Linked DNA regions of Mus musculus: region 1 is linked to region 2. A link is a contact called in public promoter capture Hi-C data. All regions are on one chromosome and are shown on one strand. Each heading gives the region's core, a stretch centred on a gene start, on an enhancer-like site or on the middle of the called end of the contact. The rest is flanking DNA. Distances are from core to core; before and after follow the strand shown. Region 1 holds the start of Sh3gl1 (SH3-domain GRB2-like 1). Region 2 holds the start of Gnl1 (guanine nucleotide binding protein-like 1).

Region 1 (4,289 bases), core at 1,338-3,837, about 20 Mb after region 2:
CCTACTGCATAGGTCCTACCACATCAACTCCATTGCTAGCCTCCCTATGAGGTCCACAGATAGAGCTCAGATGTCTTTATCCTTAGGCAACTGCTAGGCCCTTCCTTCTTTTCAGCCCTTGGGTGACAGCACCAGCTGGCTGCTCCCTCTGGCTGGGCCTCTCCAGACTGTGGGGAGAACCTTTCTCACAGGCATGGCCCAAGCAATTCCTTACACTGTTGCTCATCTCTCTGTGGAATCTACTCGAGCCAGCTCCACACCCAGGATTCTCGGGCTGTACTGCACAGCCACAGGATTAGCACATCTGGGGCTTCTTGGAACAGAAACCGGGCAACAAACTACGTGTTCACAGACCTCCCTGCAAAGATCCAGGGCTTGCATGACTATGGGTTGCAGGCTCTGAACTACTTGTTTGAATGGGGTTTCACTACATACCCTTGGAACTAACACTGTATACCAGGCTGGCCCTCAACTTGTAACAAAACCAGGGCTTCCTGTGTGGTAGGCAAGTACTCTACCAACTAGCTACACACCCAGATCTGTTGTCATTTTGAGATATGAAAGTTCTTACTTTGAAGCCCAGAGCCCGGGTCCTATCCTATCCTCTGCATTCCGAAAGCTATTCAGGAGTTCGAGAAGGGGAGCCAGCTGCTCCAACACTGGTGGGGTCTGGCCTCTGAGCTGAGTGAGACAAGCACTGGATTGGATGCACAGGCAGAAGACAGCCTCCTCCAGCCACACTAGCATCAACCCTGGTGACCTCTAGGGTATCAGACATAGCAGCCAAGCTGGCTCCACAGGCTTCACTTGGAACTCACTTGGCTTTTGATCCTCCTGCCTCAGCGGCCAGAGGGCCTGGGGTTACAGGCCTGCCAGGCTTTCCAGCAGTGTCCCATGTAAAATGCATGTCAAGCTGAGGTCATGGCTCAGGGTAGAGCTGTTGCCAGTGTGGTTGAGGTCCTGGGCTCCAACCCCAGCAAACATCCATCAAACGAGAGAGAAAGAGAGAGCGCACTCGCGAGCACAATCGATCTAGCAACCTGGAGGAAAAGGCAGAAGAAAAGAAACTCAAAACAGACAGGAGAAAACTCAGTCACGAACTTCTGGCCACTGAGGTTTGGTGACAAACATCTGTAACTCAGCACCGGGAGGCAGAGGCGGGAGGATAATGACTATGAGGCCACTCTGGCCTGACTGAGACAGAGATGAGACAACAAGGGTTTTCTCAAGCAGAAACCTGACAGAGCTGAGGGAACAGGCTCACTTGAGCCCAGGAGTTCAAGGCAAATATAAAACCTTCAACACACAAAGGTATCCTGTCATCCCAGCGCCTGAGAGGCAGGAAGATGGAAAATTCTGGGCCAGCCTGGACTACGAGCAAAACTTGGCCTCAAAAAACCCCCCAAAAGTTCCAGAGGGACATTACACTATAGGATGTCTGAAAGGAGCGCCTGCCTGCCTGGGGTAGGGTTCTCAATGTTTATACAACGGAGGCCAGGATGCCCACCCTACAGAACTCCTGAATGTCAACACAACCAGAAAGGAGAATTTCAGTTCAGAGTCATGATCGGATCGATTAAACACTAAACCCAAACCACCAAGTACCTATAGGAATCTATAGTATGGTACAGCCAACAAAAACGTATCTTTCAAAGAAGCATACATATGTTTTAGAAATAGGGACACAAACCTGACACATTTTGTAAACTGCAGAAGCCTGGAAAATTACTTTTCACTGTCTCTTTTCAACTTGCCACAGTGTCTACCAAGAGATTTTTCTTTCATTTTTGAGACAGGGTCTCCTTATGTTACGTAACCCTGGCTGGCCTCAAACTCAGAGATCTGCTTACCTGACTGCCTCAAGTGTGCAGGGATTAATGATGTATAACACCCAGTGAGCGAGAATGTTTGTTTTTGGTTTTTTAGGTTTTTTTTTTTTCAATCCGTCTTACAGACACCGGAGAGGGAAAAGAAGAATGGGACACTGATTATTTTTTAAGCCCTGTGTGGACTTGGTTTTTTTGGATATCAACCTAGACAAACATTTTCTGTGGCCTGAGGCTATGTGGTGAGAGTCTCGGAAGCATAGCCTGGAGACTTTGGGGGGGGGGGGGCTTGCCTTCCATGCTGCGATCCCAGGAATCGAACTTACGTTGTAAAGCCTGGCGGCAAGCCCCTCTCAATGAAGCCCTTTCGCCGGCCCTCCAGAGCTTTCTGAAAGCCGCCTAGACGCGCACACCCGGTGTCCCTCTTCAAAGCACGGGGACCCGGTCTCCCCTTCCCCGCTAGCCCAAGGGAAGCCAGCTCGGCTCGTCTGCGGTCCCCAAAGGCAGGCCCGAGACCAGATCGCCTGGCCTCGCCTCACCTGGCTCGCCTTGTAGAACTGCTTCTTCAGCCCCGCCACCGACATGCCGCCTGCCGCCGTCAGGCCTCCCGCTCGAACTCCGGTTTCCGCCGGCGCCGCCGAACCGACTTCTTTCCTCCGCGCGCAGGTCGGCGCCGCCACCGCCAAATCAGCTTGCCAGCTCTGCGCCCCCGCCCCGAAGCCACCTCGGCCGGCTAGCGCGCACGCGCGGCCGGGATATTACATGGCAACCGCACACTTCCGGTGACGCCCCCATATCGCCTCACCCCACCCTACAACGGCATCTGCGCGCGCTCCGCCTCTCTGCGCGTGCGCGCCCCCTGGAGGACAGAAAGAGCATTGCCGGGGGAGGAACGGCGGAAACCCTCCCACACCAACGAGATGAGGGGGCGCCTAGAGAGGCCAGAAATCTGTGTACGTGCGCGTGTACGCATGATGCAGCTCCCTCTAGAGTCCAGGAGTAGATATAAAGCCAAAAGTCAGTTTTAATTAATTAATATTTTATTTGTGCGTGGAGAAAGCGGAGCGGAATTTGCCAGCGAGAGTGTAATAAAGACAAAGCGAGGTAAAATGGAATATCTTAGGGGCTAGAGGAACGGTTGGTTCTCCAGGTAAAAGTGCTTGCTGCCCTGGCTGACATCGGGAGTTCAGTTCCTCGCATCCACATCAGGCTGCTTGCTCATAGCTAGCTGTCTGTAACTCCAGCTCCGGGTCACAGCCCTTTCCTGGCCTCCTTCAACTGCTCTCAAGTACACCGGGTCACATATATACCCATAACTTAAAAATTAATATGAGGTATGCCAGTGGTGATGCATGTACGCCTTTAATCCCGGCAGAGGCCCAAATGCTAACACGCCACCAGCCTTCTCTCTGGGGTCCTTCCTTCAGTGTCTCCCTTCTAATAAATCGCTGAGGATACAACTAGAAAAGAGAGTCCTTTATTTCCTTCTTCATAACTTTATTTCAGAGCAGATATTGCATAACCCAGGCTAAGCCTCAAACTTACTGTATAACCAAGGATGACCTTGAACTCCTGTCCAAGCTCCTCCACGTCCCAAGTGCTAAATCACAGGTGTGCACCAATGAGCCCCACTAGAAACATATTTTCAAAATAGTTCGCTCAGACTGTAGCTATCTCCTATTTCGAGTTCCATTGGTTCATTCCTGTCATGTACCAGCTATAGGACATCATTGCTTTTTTGCGCATTAGCCCTGCAGTGAGCTTCCTCTCATCATTAAGACAGAAAGAGGACTCTAATTGAATGATATCTGTGATGGCTTGTATATGCTCAGACCAGGGAGTGGCACTATTAGAAGTTGTGCCCCTGCTGGAGTAGGTGTGTCACTGTGGGTGTGAGCTTTAAGACCCTCATCCTAGCTGCCTGGAAGCCAGTATTCTGCTAGCAGCCCTCAGATGAAGATGTAGAACTCTCAGCTCCACCTTCACCATGTCTGCCTGGATATTGCTATGTTCCCGCCTGGATGATAATGAACTGAATCTCTGAACCTGTAAGCCAGTCCCAATTAAACATTGTTTTTTTTTTTTTAGATTTATTTTATTATTATATCTAAGTACACTGTAGCTGTCTTCAGACACACCAGAAGAGGGCATCAGATCTTATTAAGGATGGTTGTGAGCTACCATGTGGTTGCTGGGATTTGAACTCATGACCTTTGGAAGAGCAATCAGTGCTCTTACCCGCTGAGCCATCTCTCCAGCCCCCTAAACGTTGTTCTTATAAGAGTTGCCTTGGTCATGATGTCTGTTCACATTAGTAAAACCCTAACTAAGACAATATCTCTTCAATGAAGTCTCCCCAGGTTGACATATGTACCTTAACCCTTCTATCAACTGTTACAAATTTCAAAAACTATATAGAATATGCCAGGTGTGGCAATGCACACACCTTTAACCCAAGCCCCT
Region 2 (4,202 bases), core at 1,631-4,130:
TTGGCTTATTTTTAGTTTTGTAACAAAGCTCCATACTATACATAGTAGTTATGTGGTTCCATGTCTATCTAGTTAGCAGTGTTATCTGATTAGTATAAGTCTGTGTTATTGATTTAGTTCATTCATAAATACTTCCTTTATGATTAACATATGTGTGTGTGCTTTTTGTCTGTGTGTGCCAGGGGCTGAAAGGTCTCACTGAACCTGGAACACTCTGATTCAACTACACTTGCTAGCCAGCAAGTCCTAGAGTCTGTCTACCTCTGCCTTATCACTGTTGGGCCCAGGTTTTTGCTTTTTACATGGTTGCTAAGATCTGAAATCAGGACTTCATGCTTTTGAAGTAAATACTTCATCAACTGGACCACCTCCCACAGTACCACTCCTCCTGTTCTTCCTCATTTTACTTTTAGATTTTGTTTTGTTTGTTTTTTTTTCAAGACAGGGTTTCTCTGTATAGCCCGGACTAGGCTGGCCTTGAACTCAGAAATTCGCCTGCCTCTGCCTCCCAAGTGCTGGGATCAAAGACGTGCACCACCACAGCCTGGCTACTTTTAAATTTTATAGACAGTGTCTTATATAGGCCAGGGTAACACTGAACTCTGAGCTTTCCTGCTGCCAGTATGCCTGGTCTGTGTGCTGTTTACAAACGCTTACCTACTCTAAGACCATGAGACATGGTTAACTTTTTATAAGAATGTTTATTTTACAATCTGCTTAGAATTGGTGTTTTTATTTGGTACGACTATTACAAAGTCAAAGTTCATAGTTTTACACACAAAAAAAGTCCAATTGAGACAACTTTGTTTACTGACAGAACCACTTCGTTGATTTCATCTTTACACAGAATTCTGTGTTCATATATCTACAGGCCTCCGATTGCACTCAGATAGGGTCTCATGTAGCCTAGGCTAGCCGGTCTCAAATTTGCTATTGCAGGAGAGGCTGGCCAGGAACTCCTGATCCTTCCACATGTTAAGAACTTATGTTGACATTCTGTGAAAACCACAATGTCATAGCTACTGCAGCTTTTCACTAAATCTTGCTATGCCCTCTCACTTTGGTCTTGGTAGTGTCCCATTTAGAGCCTCTATAATGGAGAACATTTATTTCTACACACAAATAAAGACAGACCTAGGAGTTAATCTGGAAGGAAAGTAACATTTTGACAACACCGTATTTCCAAACGGTTAATATATGATCCCTCATTTAGGTACACACAATCCCTGGGCTTTTGTTTAAGTCTTTAGGGGTCCATCCCTTCTCCAGGGCTTAAAACATGAATCAGGGCCCAATTTCTCCTCACCTGACTTGGGATCACCAGGCTTCCCGTTAGCCATGGGGGGAGGGCCCAGAAGGCTGGGTGGTCCTAAGAGCAGACGTGAGAAAACAGCCATCAGAACGGTGCAAAGGACTGATCACCTCGTCCTTACGTGGTCTTATAACACTCAGTTTTTAACCAGGTAAGTCATATATCCACTCAGCAGTGCCGCAAACTCTCACCCCGTCCATCTGCCCGTCCCTCTGCAGAGTTGTTTGAGAGTCCATCAGAGGGTAACAGAGGTCTCTAACAGCTCTTTCCTCACAGTGCTGCATCCACAACATGCCAGTGATTCCACGTACCCCAATCCCTCACCTTAACTGTTGGCCCATCATAGTTTTTTTCTCCTCTCCTTCCCTCGGGGGAGTAGTTCACAGAAGGTTGACCTAACCAGTGGAAGTGTGGTCACAAATTGTCTTCCCGATCATCACAATCTGTAACATCGCTGCCACCCCTCTCCCCCCGCCATTCTGCGGTTGCGCAAGCCAGATGTTTAGCCGAGCCGCCACCTCCCCTGCCTTCTCCAGAAAGGATTAGGAGCCAGATTGAGGTTGAGGGTTCAAGCAAGCGAAGCCCTCAATCCAGGTTCCACCAGCATCCCTCCCCCACCACGTCCCACCCCACCTCCACGCGTGCGCCCTTCCTCCTTCCGTTGGCACCTCCTCCCCCGCATTTCATTCTATCCTAGCCCCCTGGCCGGCTGACAGGCGTGTGCACGCCCTGCCCCTCACCCATGGGGCGCTCATCCTCCTCATCTCCAGGCTCGTCCCGCTCAGACAGTGCGAGATGTTGCTGCTGCTGCGGCAGCGGCGGCGGCTGGTCCTGCTTCTTTCGTTTCGGCATAGCGGCTGCGGCAATGGCTGCAGCAAGATTTGGAGGGCAGTGAGGAAGGGGCACACTAGCTTTCCTTCCGCTTCCGGGTGGGCGATGGGCCGGGTGACCGAGGCGCCCACCATGCCACTTCCGGGAGGTCGTGGATGTGCCGCGGCCGTTCGCTCCTACAAGGTGCCTCGCTCACCCCGCCGCGCGCGTGGGGAAGCTTTGCTCCCCCTTGTGCAGTTCCTCTCCACGTGGGAAAGCACCACCCCATTCCAGTGAGACACCGGACAGGCTTCGGGACTCTGGCGGCACGCGAGAGGCCTGTCGCATCCTAAGGTCGCCACATCCGGGCCCCAGTTACCATGGCAACAACTACAGCCACAACTCCGTGCTCTCTGACCTCTCTCCAAAAGTCCTTGTCCCGCTCGCTTTTCCTCCTCACCCGCGCTCGCACGTGTGGCCAGTGAACCTGCCTCTTCCGCAATCTCCTTACCGAGTCCTGTTGCCGCAGGCCAGTCCACGGGGCAGCCAGTCCACCGGGCAGCCAGCGCAGTCCCGGCTCTCCCGCCAGGGGCCATCCTCTCCAGGCGGCCGCGCGGTGGGGCGTGTCCTCGCCCCGTCGCCCGGCCCCCGCCAGGTGAGTGGCAGCTCCCGGGAGCGCCGGGCGGCGGTGACACGCGTCCCCCCTCCCGCGACTGCCACTTGGTAGCGCCCGTGACGGAGTCGGCTCGGGCCTCCCACGCGCGTCTCCCGCTCGCCGCACCGTGCATCCCGGACCCGCGGACTCTCACGTGCCGCCGCTTGCATCCCCGCCGCCCCGCTCCCCGCTCCCCGCCGCTCGCTGCTGACGTCACCGCGGCCCCGCCTCCCCAGGGCCCCGGGCCGCCGGCGGGGGCTGCCCCGGGGAGTCAGTTGCGGCGGCGGGGAGCTCGGCGGAGGGCGGGCCGGGGCTCCGGGGCCATGCCGAGGAAGAAGCCCTTCAGCGTGAAGCAGAAGAAGAAGCAGCTGCAGGACAAGCGGGAGCGGAAGCGAGGTCAGGGAGGGGGCGGGGCCGCTGCGCAGCTCTGGAGGAGGGCTGTGCCGCGGCACCGCGGGCGGGGGGTGGGTGGGTGGGCTCTCGCGATCCCGCGTGGGCTGCCACGGTGGGGGTTTCCCGCAGCGGCGGGACGGGGAGGGGTGGAGGGTGGGGGATGGGAAACTCTGCTTCTGCTTCTGCTGCTGCTGCCACAGGGCGCTGTGACGACCTCCAGGCCCATCCGGGACGGGGTTGGGGCGCGCGGTTGGGAAGATGGAGCCTCTGGAGAAGTTGGGTCGGCTGAAGAAGAGCTTGTCCTACCGGCTCGGGGGGCTTTAGGTCCCCTAAGAACCGGTCTACACCGGCGTCACCGGCCCCTCCCCTCAGGGCTCCAAGATGGGCTGCGCTCCAGTTCCAACAGCCGCAGCGGTAGCCGGGAGCGGCGGGAGGAGCAGACGGACACGTCGGATGGGGAATCCGTGACCCATCATATCCGCAGGCTCAACCAGCAACCTTCCCAGGGCCTGGGGCCCAGAGGCTACGACCCCAACCGGTAAGCCAAGGAGAAGGGCGCTGGCCGCAGTTTCCCCGCCCTCACCCTTAGGAAAAGCTTCCGATGAAGGATTGAAAGTGGAACTAGTGAGGCTGGAAGCCAAGGAAGGTGGTTCTCCCTGGATGGGCCACAATCTTTCTTGCCTTCCAATGGGGACTGTCAAGAGTTTGTTTAGAGGAGACTTGAACAACCAGGAGAGGAACCTTTGCAGTTTTGTGGTCAGAAGAGGAGATTGTTTGTCACAGGACTCCACTAGATGTGTGGTCCCTTTCCCCTTAGATACCGGCTGCATTTTGAACGGGACAGCCGGGAGGAGGTGGAGAGGAGAAAGAGAGCGGCCAGAGAGCAAGTGTTGCAGCCGGTCAGTGCTGAAGTGTTAGAGTTGGATATCCGGGAAGTGTATCAGCCTGGCTCAGGTGAGTGGGGGCTACTTGTGTATGCCATCAGCCTGGGGAACTTGCTGGCCAGAGAAGGGGTCCAGAAAAAGTCCTCAT

Evidence for each region. Promoter capture Hi-C pulls out the DNA fragments that hold promoters and counts their contacts.
Region 1: a promoter capture Hi-C map of second pharyngeal arch cranial neural crest shows a contact between it and region 2. The contact joins the promoter of Sh3gl1 here to the promoter of Gnl1 in region 2. A contact is called at or near these places in 5 of 39 promoter capture datasets (cranial neural crest, frontonasal cranial neural crest, maxillary cranial neural crest and 2 more).

Annotation. Positions count from the first base shown.
Region 1 is chr17:56,034,050-56,038,338 of GRCm38.p6, forward strand. It overlaps Sh3gl1 (SH3-domain GRB2-like 1), which reads right to left and starts at 2,588. Exons shown (of 10, transcript NM_013664.3): 1 at 2,366-2,588. The coding sequence starts at 2,410.
Region 2 is chr17:35,977,075-35,981,276 of GRCm38.p6, forward strand. Gnl1 (guanine nucleotide binding protein-like 1) reads left to right here and starts at 2,881. Exons shown (of 12, transcript NM_008136.2): 1 at 2,881-3,173; 2 at 3,543-3,708; 3 at 3,988-4,124. The coding sequence starts at 3,101. It overlaps Prr3 (proline-rich polypeptide 3), which reads right to left and starts at 2,221. Exons shown (of 4, transcript NM_145487.4): 1 at 2,053-2,221; 2 at 1,307-1,369. The coding sequence starts at 2,164.